Linked DNA regions of Danio rerio: region 2 is linked to region 1. Evidence: chromatin contacts called from public Hi-C data. All regions are on one chromosome and are shown on one strand. Each heading gives the region's core, a stretch centred on a gene start, on an enhancer-like site or on the middle of the called end of the contact. The rest is flanking DNA. Distances are from core to core; before and after follow the strand shown. Region 1 holds the start of cnnm2a (cyclin and CBS domain divalent metal cation transport mediator 2a). Region 2 holds the start of nsmce4a (NSE4 homolog A, SMC5-SMC6 complex component).

The links. A called contact is a pair of places that touch in the nucleus more often than the background predicts.
Region 2: a Hi-C map of hematopoietic stem cells shows a contact between it and region 1, with 2.1 times the contacts expected there. The contact joins the promoter of nsmce4a here to the promoter of cnnm2a in region 1. A contact is called at or near these places in 2 of 18 Hi-C or Micro-C datasets (hematopoietic stem cells and an unstated tissue).

The regions. Positions count from the first base shown.
Region 1 is chr13:32,002,385-32,008,431 of GRCz12tu, reverse strand. It overlaps cnnm2a (cyclin and CBS domain divalent metal cation transport mediator 2a), which reads right to left and starts at 3,230. Exons shown (of 8, transcript NM_001144785.1): 1 at 1,700-3,230. The coding sequence starts at 3,149. It overlaps borcs7 (BLOC-1 related complex subunit 7), which reads right to left. Exons shown (of 5, transcript NM_001039988.1): 4 at 6,030-6,047; 5 at 5,428-5,908. The coding sequence ends at 5,857.
Region 2 is chr13:32,169,339-32,175,385 of GRCz12tu, reverse strand. It overlaps nsmce4a (NSE4 homolog A, SMC5-SMC6 complex component), which reads right to left and starts at 2,295. Exons shown (of 11, transcript NM_001020523.1): 1 at 2,264-2,295; 2 at 1,525-1,764; 3 at 1,343-1,423; 4 at 1,094-1,224. The coding sequence starts at 1,741. hps6 (HPS6 biogenesis of lysosomal organelles complex 2 subunit 3) reads left to right here and starts at 3,771. Exons shown (of 1, transcript XM_005156935.6): 1 at 3,771-6,047. The coding sequence starts at 4,006.

The DNA.
Region 1 (6,047 bases), core at 1,981-4,480:
CTCTGCAGTTTTGCTCAAACCCTAATCAAACACAGCTGATCCAACTAATCAAGGTGTTCATTACTACTAGACTATTAAGCAGATGTGAGTTGCAGGTGGTTGGAGGTAAACTATGCATAGCTGTGGCCCTCCAGGAATTGAGTTTGAGACCATTGCTATATAAAGTGAAAAAAGGTTGTTGATACTTTTTTCTGTGAAACCATGGTTTTATTGTTATACAAGTGCGTTTTTTTTTTTTTTTTTTTTTGCCTTGATAACAATTTGTGCTTAAAAGGTTTCAACATTAATACCATGATTAAATTATGGTCATTATAGAAAAATGCAGGATTTATGGTTACCATTGTTAAACTAACTCATTAATTAAATCCATGGTTTAATTAAATGGTAACACTATACAATGAGGTTATATTAATTAATTTATTTACTAACAATAACAAAATGAACAATACATTTATTACATTAATGAAAATAAAGTTGCTCATTGCTAGGTCATGAACATTTACAGTGATTCCCGTTGCGGGACAATGACAATGCTTGGTGATTTCCAAAAGTCAACTAAATTTTATTAAACTTTTAGAATTAACATATTTTATCCATAACCAACGGAAATTGAAAAATAGTTGTTTTTAAAAGTAAAAACAACAACATGCAAATGAAAAGCATTTTAATTATTTTATAGGATCGGTGTGTTTACATTAGATTAACAACACAGCAATAGCGTCAGCTGCAGCAGATTGATTTTATAACACCAGGTTATTTATTATTACCAGGTTTTGGTGGTCTACAAAAATAAACCAAGAATAGACTTGTGGTGAAAACACTGTTTCTACAAGTCTCTTTAGTAAATATTATTAGTTTATATTATTATTTATGGTTAATATTAAATTAAACAAATTAATAAATGACTATAAAATTATATGGTTGTTAGACAGTTGCAATTTTTTGTGTTGTCAATAAGCTCATGTTTATATAGGCCTAATGTTGGATGAGCAATGTTTGCATATTTATAAATATATGGCATTATTATTTTAGGGGTCGCGGGCTGAAAAGTTTCGGAACCACTGCATTAATCAATGTTAACAATTATGAATTTGGGTTTTGATCATGTTTAATAGATGCTTCACAAATATTGTTCATAATTAGTTCATGCAAGTAATTCAGTGAGTAATTAAAGACACACCTTTAAAAAACAATAAGACTATACGACTATATAAAAAGTTTTTTTAAAAGTTACAAGAGTGTTTTCATAGTAACCACATAAAAAAACTACAACCTTTTTCGTGAAAAATTCTCAAAATACTTTTTGTAACAAGAATATATTTGGAGACGCGGTGGTGCAGTAGGTAGTGCTGTCGCCTCACAGAAAGAAGGTTGCTGGTTCAAGCCACTGCTGGGTCAGTTGGCATTTCTGTGTGGAGTTTGCATGTTCTCCCCGCGTTCGCATGGGTTTCCTCCGGGTGCTCCGGTTTCCCCCACAGTCCATAGAAATGCGCTATAAGTGAATTGAATAAATTAAATTGACCATTGTGTATGTGTGTGAATGAGACTGTATGTGTGTTTCCCAGTGATGGGTTGCAGCTGGAAGGGCATCCGCTGCTTAAAATATTTGCAAGATAAGTTAGTGGTTCATCCACTGTGGCGACCCCTGAATAATAAAGGTGTAGCTTTAAAATGCCAGTGCAGTTGTACACATCTTTACCTTTTTTAAACTCCTCCAGCATGGCATCCAGCTTTGTATCGTTGAAGACAAAGTGCAGAGGGTGGCTGTAGAACTTGGTGATGGTTTTCAGAGGCGTGCAGTCATCTGGATCCACAAAGGCCAAGTCCTTGACAAACAGCAGGTCCACAATGTGACATCTCTCACCCTCATACACAGGTATCCGAGTGTAGCCACTCTCCATGATCTCAGACATGGTGGCGAAGTCCAGTATGGCATCACCAGAAATCATGAAGCAGTCCCGCAGAGGTGTCATGACATCCTCCACGGTTTTAGTCCTGAGCTCCAGAGCGCCCTGGATGATGTTGAGCTCCTCTTTGACCAGGTCATTATATGGATCGGTCACCCTCAGCATCTCCAGCAGCTTCTCCCTGTTGTACACAGTTCCAATCTCCTGCCCCAGCACGTGGTCCAGGAGTTTGCTGACCGGATAGGATGCTGGGAAAGTGAGGATCATAAAAAATTTAGTCAAGAATATTGTATTCGCGCCTACAGCGAGTCCGTGCCTGGAGCAGATGGCCTGAGGCACGATCTCCCCAAATATCACTATCCCTATAGTGGACACCACCACAGCGATCAGCCCTGACCCTGCGATGTCATCGAGAAGTATAGTCAAAGTAGTGTTGACCAGGACATTTCCCAGCAGCAACGAGCACAGCAGGTAGTTTCCTTGGCTTCGGACAGGCTCGATCGCCTTCGCGTAATGCTTCTCCTTCTCGGTCCCGCAGTTTTGCACAATCCGGAGCTCCATGGGATCCAGCGCCATCAGACCCAGATTCAGCCCGCTGAACATCCCAGACAAGCACAACAACATGGCAATAAAAATCACCTGCAGCCAGAACGGCAGGAGGAACTTTTTCTCCTCCACCACGATCACTTTAGTGTCATGCCCTTCGTGATAGACCCAGGTGTGTTCGGACCAGGAGTCCTGCGCGCCAGGTGTCCCGATGGCGGTGCACAGGTAATACGTTTTACTTTTTTCCGTTTTGCGCAGAGGCTTCACCTCGAGCTCGATAATCCCAGAAGTCTTTCTGTTTACCTCCATGGTGGGAAGGATGATGATATCGGAGGATCGGATGCCGCAGGGATGCGAGGCAGGTGCGTCTCCGGGGCTCAGGCTCTCCGCAGGTGCGTTGCTGCGGTGTTCCGTGAAGGCGAGTTTGGACCACGTCTCGTTGTTGATGTTTTGCCCATAGACCCTTAATCTGACACGAGATCGCTCGCTGACGCGCAAAAAGCCTCTGTCCATAAAAGACACCTCGTCGGTGTCTTCGAGGCGGAGGCCAATGATGACAGTCTCTTCTGACGGGTCTTTACCATCAATGCTTTTGATCAGACAACTGCTGACAATTAGGAATATAACAGTCAATGATCCAGCCCGGTTTAGCGCCGCCATATTAGAAGTGGGCACTGCGGTCCATTGCTCTGCCATGTTGACAGTGGGCAGACTTTAGTCAATGAATGTAAGCTGCCACGGTCAGAGGAAGTCCGCGTCCGCCTTCATCCTCTCTAGAACCATCCTGACATCGAGCAACAAGGACGGCATTACTCACCGCGTATCGCTGCCTCTCTGCACCACGATGACACACACCAGCACGCTCTATGTGAACTGCTGCGAGTACAGATGTCTCATGACGGACGTGCGTTTTCACCAATCCGATGGCATATGTAAATTCAACCCCGGTGCATCCAATAAGATCGCGCGAAGTGTGGGAGGAGAGGCGGTGCTATCGGGCCTGAAAGCGGTAGTGGGCGTTCCTAAATCCAATCAGCTGATAAAAACAGCGGTACCTAAAAGGTGGGAGTGGTCACTGGCGGCCAACGGTATGTCACTGTTGAAACTACTGGCCAATGCATTGCAATAACGTATTGAATTTTTGGGGTTAAGCCTGAAAACAGAAAAAGACTGAATGACGGATTTAGTAGGGTACGTTAAGCACGGGGAAATGAGAAAAAAAGTAAGACAAAGAGTGAAACTATTCGCTTTCTAATTGCTTATAAACGCACGTGCGTCTCTGTCATATAAACAAACACGTGTGAAGCCTTCTTTCACTTTCATTCACTTTCCACTTCTCGATTCCCTCGTAGTTTGAAATGATATTTTTAGGAAAATAGAACATGTTAGGTTACAATAGATTGTTTCATATTAATTAATGTCCAAATACATATATTTATTTTTACAAGCAATTTCTTATTCATATTCGTTTGTTTTGTTTATTTGTTATGTATGATAATCTTTCATTTAGTTGAATCTGCATTCTTAAATTGTTTTGTATTTGTTATTTTATAAATAGCTAATTATTACATAGGATTAAGCGGTTTATAATTCAATTTAGTTCATTTAGTTCGTTTTATAATTTATTTGTGTATGTGTGATGCTTTTCGCACCTCGAATATTTCCACTGATAACTCCCCTGCGCCCCAATGGATGTATATAAACAATGCAATAATGAAAACCACAAACGCAAACTATTGCCTTCTTTTGCGTCCTTCATTGTAGTCTCAACAGTGCTCCTAGACTATTTATTTTCTCTCTCTCTCTCTCGCGCTCTCTCTCTATGCATATATTAATGTGTTTGGCTGCTGTTTTGCCTACAGAGGGAGCCAAAACCTTTCCCATAACACAAATTGACTACTTCGTTATCCTGCTATTTAAAAAATCAATACCAATTGTACGTAATGGACACAGTCAACTGGCCAATCTAAAATGTGCAAGATGTGCAGATTTGAAGGGAACTAAATTATAACAACCATGCTCTATTTTGCTTTATTATACCCGCACATATGCATATGAATAACACGCATAAATGCAAACATAATGTACAACCAAAAATAGCATATTTTAAGCACTAATTGTTTTTATGAGCCACTGCTATGGACATTGCATAATTATTTGAGTTTAACAAAGATACGAAAAATAGCTATTAGATAAGGCATTACTCCTTTTGTAATAATAATAAAACTCAATAGTAATTTCTGAATCAAGATCCACTGTTACACAAGCTTGGCAGATTGCAAGACTACATTATTCTAGACCTTGAGTACTGATAAGTTGAACTAAAGAAGGGACAGAACATTCTTTCCAATTCAAGGTCTCCCGTGATCCAGCGAGTGTGAATGGGCAGATGTGCAAACTGCAGGACTACTTAGAAAGCACCTAGAATTGATGTTTGATATTTGATCTTGCAAAACAAACAAAATTTTCCTCAAAATGTTCTACTTCTTTCTTTTTGTTTTGATTATTTTATTTTTTAATGATTTGAATATCAATATAATGCACATGTTATAATTCACGTATTAAGAATATTTTAACCAAAAAGAAGAGATAATTTAAAAAAAGATAACTCAATTTTTATTACTTTTATATAATTTTTCTTATTATTAATATAATTATTTTGAATAACATTTTAATGCACAATTGAAAAAAACATGATTTATAAAAATGAATGAAAGTAAAGCTATAGTGAACGCTTCATTTGTTGATTACAGACTAAATATGTTCATGGTTATATTTTGACTGTTGCGTCATATAAAAAAATAATAAATTCTTGCAGACAAAAGTCAAAACCTTGTTGAAGTGAAAAGTTATGCTCAAGGCCTCACTCTAGGACATCCATCTGCTCGCCCTTGCAGAGAAGCTGCTGATACTGCATGTGGGATGAACTTTATCATTCACCCCCTTGATGGACTTAAAAAAAAGACCTGTTTCATCCAACTTTCCACATCCATTTATTAAAGCTGCTTAGCAAAATGTGCTGAAACAATGCTGTGTAACATTTTATACAAATATGTTCAAGTATGTTTGGCAAAACAATTACACCATATAAAACAAGATATAAATAGACTAACAATTTCTAATTTGTAAACCTGATTTAAAAGTCTAAAAGCAAATGTACCAAGTCAAACAAACAGAAGTGGTGGACGTTAATTTGACTATCATTTCGAATATTAATACTGAAAACAATCTCCAACAGAAAAGCCTTCATTTGAAAATCTAATGCATTTCAAGAGAAAAGGAGGATGTTGGAATGTCTTTCAATGTGTGCAATGAGTAATCACCTGCAACTGATTTACAGTAAAAAAAAAAAAAGAGAGAGAGAAATTATAGGAGGCTACATTTGTATATTAGAAGAGCAGTATTATTTCATCAAGTGTCTCAGTTGATCCTGCAGGTTTTTCGAGTGTTCAACACTGTGAAAGATATGACAGATAAAGAGTGGCTGAATGTCTAGATCAACTCACACATAATAATAATAATAATTGTTTATTTGTTCTAATAACATATTGAGAATATTACTTATAATAGACTTACTTCTTCTGAATGGCCTCT
Region 2 (6,047 bases), core at 1,046-3,545, 170 kb before region 1:
AAACAAACAAACAACATGGCACTGAGTAAAGCAGAAATCAAAGAATTGTTGTGCTCTATGAAATGAAACATGACTTGGGCCCACAAGCACAACAGTAATTACATAATTCTGATATGCTTAAGCTAATTATATCCGCTTGTTATGTGGTGACGTGTGGGTGGCATATGTAATACTGTTTCCGGGTCCAAGCCGCCACTCATTTGAGTTGAGAAACTATTCGTTTATGATCACTTTTTATTCACATCACACATTAAAGTTAATTTTATATAAAGTCATAGTGTACACAACAATCTCTGGGCTTGCTGCAAAACAAATACCAAAATTTTAACAACTTATAAAAAAAAAGGAATCACTTTCTGGCTATCGGATATTAGGCATGGACATGTTTATTGCGATCATGATTTTTGAAAGTATTACATTAAATTAGTATTACATAAAATTACCATTTCATGAGTCTCCCCATACAGTTGAATAGAGCGCTTGGACCCGGAAGCCGTGACGTCACACTTAAAAAGCTGATAGGTTAATATCCTTCAACAGCACACATTTTTTAAAGGGTGAAAAAAAGTCTATTTAAATGTATATGTAAAAAAAATCTGAGAATTTTTAAAAAGGCCATCTTTGTTTTAGTTACCAAAACATTGTGTATCTGTTGTGAATGACTCATTGTAAGAGTATATGTAAAGTTATTATTATTTCTGTCTTCCACAGTTAACAATTTTAAATGCTCTGACCACACTGGTGTGATCGTATACAACTTTGCGGCCAACCTAGACTGATCAGACTACCTCAAAGGGTTACAATTAGAAAGTTTTATGATTACCCCCATTTTATTTACAGTCCTACGGGAGAATGTAGTCCACGCCCAAACACTAATGATGACTCAGTAAATCTGCCTATGGCTCAGTCTCTCCTGGAGAGAATCTGATAGCTGTAACTTTGTTTTAAAAGTGTTTAAAAAATGTAAGACTTATGAGCAAAGTGAGCTTGTTACATACCCTTTAAGCAATCTAATCTTTTCACATGTGCATGATGTCCTAGTTGTGTTTGGTTTACATGTTTTCCAAACATGTCAAGTCATGCCATAGCTTACCAAATGTTCTGCAAATGCAGATGGGTCAAATGAAGAGCCTTCAGCATGTAGCTGGCTGGCCTTCTCCTTCCCTAGATCAGTGGCTAGTACCAAGAGTTGAGCGTCTAGAGCTGCTTCACGAGCTTGTCTCACTAAAAGCAGACACAGCAGGAAAATATCATGAAGACTGAATGACTGAAATGTTTACACACAGAGTTCTACCAAAATATTCATCAAGCTAATGCAGTGAACATGCTGTAGAATTGATACCATTGGCAAAAAGTTTGTTGGCCTCTTCCAAAACATCAGTGAGTTTATTGTTAGCAGGATTCAACATGTCCTCGCGATTTTCTGTCAACAAACAAGTAAAAGAAGCAATCTCAAAAATCTACTTGTACATTAAACATCACAACTGCATAACTGAAACCCACTTGAAGAGTATCAACACTCACGCTGAACTTCATTAATCAGGTCCCTGTATTTGCTCCTGATCTCTCTTCTGCGTGAAGGATCATCATCTTCCTGACTAATACCAGAGGGTCCGCCACCAATATCATCTTCATCACCCACATCGCCCGATCTCTCAGGCCGGTTCTGTCCACCCACTCCATTGGTTGACCCTCCTGGTTCCTCTTGATTCCCCCGGGACCTTCTCCTTGAATCAGACATCTTCAGTGATTCTGGTTGGTTTTCTGTTCACAAAGACACTTGTGTCAGAACATGAATAAAACGGACATTTTACCTTTTTATTTCTAAATTGGCTTTTGTCTATCAGATAAAATGAAGGTTCACGCTGGTATTCAACATAATATAATAACACATAATATGATATAATAAAATATGATATGATATAATACGCGTATTGTGCAGCATTATTTTGTAAAATATAACATCAATTGAACTACTGTGGTACATTTTCTGCTAATCACATGATGATTTAACAGTATTTCACTGCTAAACGAACACATTTCAGTGTTTACAAATAATTAAAGCATATGTTTATAAGAATTAATGCATACGTTTATAAGAATTACACATTACTTTTAAACGTACTTCCCAATAATTATCATGATTAACGTTAATACAGTCGACCGAAATATACGAGCAGACATCGTAAATTAAAACCAAGACAAGAATCAATAAACACTAATGTACAAAACTAGAAAAGGAGAGTGTACTGTAAACACTTACAAACTTTAAAAACATTAAGGTTCGGCATTTACATCAACGGTGAAATTTTCGCGGGAGCAGGAGGAAGTGTACTTTACGTCATTTCCGACGCATTCAGTGACGAAGCTCGTAGCTGTCGTGTTCTATTTTTTATTCTATACAATTCTATTTTAATATTTCGCTGTGCTGTTCTTATACTTTGACTACTATATTTAATACTATATAAGCTTTATTCACAACCTACACATTTTACTGTGAGTCAAGTCAACTCACAGCCTTGTGGTAGTTGTAGTCCTTATTAAGCATCACGTAAGCAATTTGCCTTAAGAGAGCACACTATATAATCTATGCCGTTGAACAAAACCTAAAAGTCGTTTCATGTATTGTTAACTAAAGACATCAATTACCGCATACACCGGAGATATACCAAAATCATCAAATAGATCTCGAAAATAATGCATGGCGAATCCTGAGACTACAAACTGACGTCATGACTAAGCATCTCGGAGTGTTGCTTTTTTGGAGTAATATTTATTTTGAATGCAATTTTTTATTGATTTGTTTTGTTTTTTCTTGCGAATCCTGTTTCATCTCAAAAACGTAGGCTACTAAAAACAAGAAAAGCACAAAATGTTTGATACATTACAACAACTTTTTTTTAAACACCATTGTTAAACCATTGTCGATATGATTTTTTTTCTCTATTTTGTAATTGCTTTTAATTAATGTTATATTTTTGTGATTATTAAGATGTTGTTTCCTCTGTATGTTACGTTTACATTTAAGAGATATAATTGTAATATTTCCTTTTTATTAACAAGTTTGACAATTTTAATAATACCTTTTTAGAATATATTTTTTAACAGAGTGAAATTTCTTTAAGTTTGTATTTTTCAGATAGTTGAATATATATTCAGGTAATTCAGATAGCATAATGTCCTAGTGTCCTTTTTATATGTAATATTTATTTAATATAATGTAATTAATATAATATAATATAATATAATATAATTCATAAAATATAATTTAATATAATTAATATAATATATTTAACATAATATAATTAATATAATATAATTTCATATAACATAATTAAATATAGAACAAGATAATTAATATAATGTAATTATTATAATATAATATAATATAACATAATATAATATATTATAATAAAATATAATTAATATAATATCATTTAACAAAATATAATTATATATAGTACTAGATAATTAATATATTTTATATAATATAATATAATATAATATAATATAATATAATATAATATAATATAATATAATATAATATAATACAGATATGCCTGATCCATTTGTAGAGCTGTGTGACTTAAACTCCTCCCTTAAAAGAGAAAAAAATAAAAACAATACACAGGGTCTGTTTCAAAACGTAGTAAGTCACCTACCTAGGCACGATTTCAGGCTCTCATTGTCGTGATCATTGCAGAGCAGTGCGCTTGTCTGTATAGGCAGCTGACTGGGTGTTGAAACACATCCAGTGGATTCCGGAAATTAACAAACTCGTGATGTCAGGAGGAGTGGGAGAGAAACAGACAGCAGAAGAGAAATATACGGGTTTTTCGCACGATTTGTGGACTATAAAGTTATGATACCGTCTTATTATGGAGTTAACGCGTGAAACGAGCACTGGACATGTTTCGGGGAGACTGCGGATGATCGCTGGTCTAAACTGAAAGTGATTACACGAGCGGTTGGGTTCTTCCTATTCAAACCGACGCTTCTGCAAACATGACGCGACTCGCGTTGGAACAAGTGACCGATTTCGGCGATTTCACCAAAGGAAAGGATCTGAAGGAGTTTTTAAAACAAGCATACTCCAACATATCTTCTCAAAACTGCCTGTCCGATGTGCGTCTGAGTCCAGATGGACGTCACATTCATGTCATTGTGCGCCAGCCCAAAAGTGGTCTTATGACATACGACAAATATCAGCGAGCCCATCTCCTGCAATGCCAGAAGCACATTGATTTAGTGCTAACTCGAAATGTGCCTATTGTGGATGTCCTTTATGTCCCTCAAAGCAGCAAACCAGAAGATGGAGCCTCAGTGCTGGGGGTCATTTTTGAGAATGGAAAAGTGGAATTCTGGAAATTCCTGGAATGTGGATCGGGCTGGCGATTGCTCCAGACTGTGGATCTGTGTAACAGCCCTCGTGCTAAAGTAGTGTCTGTGAGCATGTGTCAGAATTTCATCATATGGTGTGAGGAGCGACCGCCATCAGAGAACTCCAGTGCTGTGTGCAGCAACTTCAGGTTCTGCATCTGCAAGAAGACTGTAGAAGTTAATAACGAAGGGGGTGTCAGTTTGGGAAATGTGAAAATTGCATTGCATAATAATCCTCAGTATATGACCGTCAGTTCCGGAGATTTGGTTTATCTGCTCCCAGACACGCAGGTGAAATCTTTGATGGGTGTTTCCAAGGTTTTTCTTGCATGGTCACCTGAACACGACACATTTAATGTGCACAGTGCCAGTAGCTGCACGCTTATGAAAAGCTCAAGCAAAGAATCAGACTTCAAGAGACTTGTTTCAGACTGCATTGGCCTTATATCCACCATAAATCCTCCTGATATCCGAGGATTCTCTCCGACTGGATGTGGAGACCTCCTCCTCCTCCTCAGTACTGGCTGGGTATGTGTTATGAAGAAAGATGGCAGTCTTTGCAACATATACAAACTTCCTGATAACTGCCTAAGTGCTAGTGGAACTCAAACCAGCCTTAATATTTACAATGACACCCTGGCGCTAACAATAGGCAGGACCCTTTTTTTAATTGACACTAAATGTGGCCTGGAATTAGAACGGATAAGCCTAAAAACGGAGGGTCTTCTCTTTGTAAACTCGCATGACAGTCACTCTCCACAAATGCTGTCAGAAAGCGGGCTGTTTGTGGTGACACAAAAACCGAAGCCTGCTCTGACACCTTTTGAAGACTCGAGCGCACTCTTAGTCGAGGCTGTCTTCGAGGAGGCATGTAAATATTATCAGCAAAGAAGTCTAAGTAGCACGCAGCTCACGGTGGAGAAGCTAAAAAAAGGTGGGATGTTTCAAGCGCCCATATCACTAGCTGCCATCCTCAAGGATTACCTCAGCAACCAGAAAACTAAACCTGGGGAGAAACATTCCTCAGGTCAAGAAAGGCTCATGAGCTCGCTCGAATCAGAGCTTAGGAGTCTGGTTTTGCTGGAGGACATCAAAACATCAATGGTGAAGGCTTCGGAGAAAGACCTGGAGAACTATTGTGAAAGCCTGGTGCAGCAGGAGATCTGCCGTCTGCTTGGTGGAGAGCTTGAGAAGGAGAACCTTCAGTACCTGAATGGCATCTTTCAGCAGTTTCCCACTTACTCCTGGCATGGCATTCAGTCAGTCTTGCATCTGAGGTGCAATGGTGAAGGTTCGCTGTCATCTAAAGCTCCGGCTGAGTTGTGGAAAATCATCCTTAGTCCTGTGCAGCCCACAGCCAACTTTGCTCACTGTAACGGTCAGCAGAAACACACTGCAGTCAACCTGCCTGTTTTTGAGCTCTTGTGCCACTCCATCTTCAAATTCCAGCCTAGCTGGCTCCCAAGGTTTCTGGAACTGGCACAACAGCAGGCTGGCATGTCCTCCTCATCCTCATGGACTTTCGGAGTGAAGGAGAGCTCTGAAAGCGTGCCGCTCTATAAAAGAGCCCTGACGGTGCTCCCTTGTAAAGGCACCTACCAACACCTGGAGGTGGAGCTGCTTTTGTGCAGCGAGAGGCCTAACGCGATAATGCAAGCCCTGCGGAT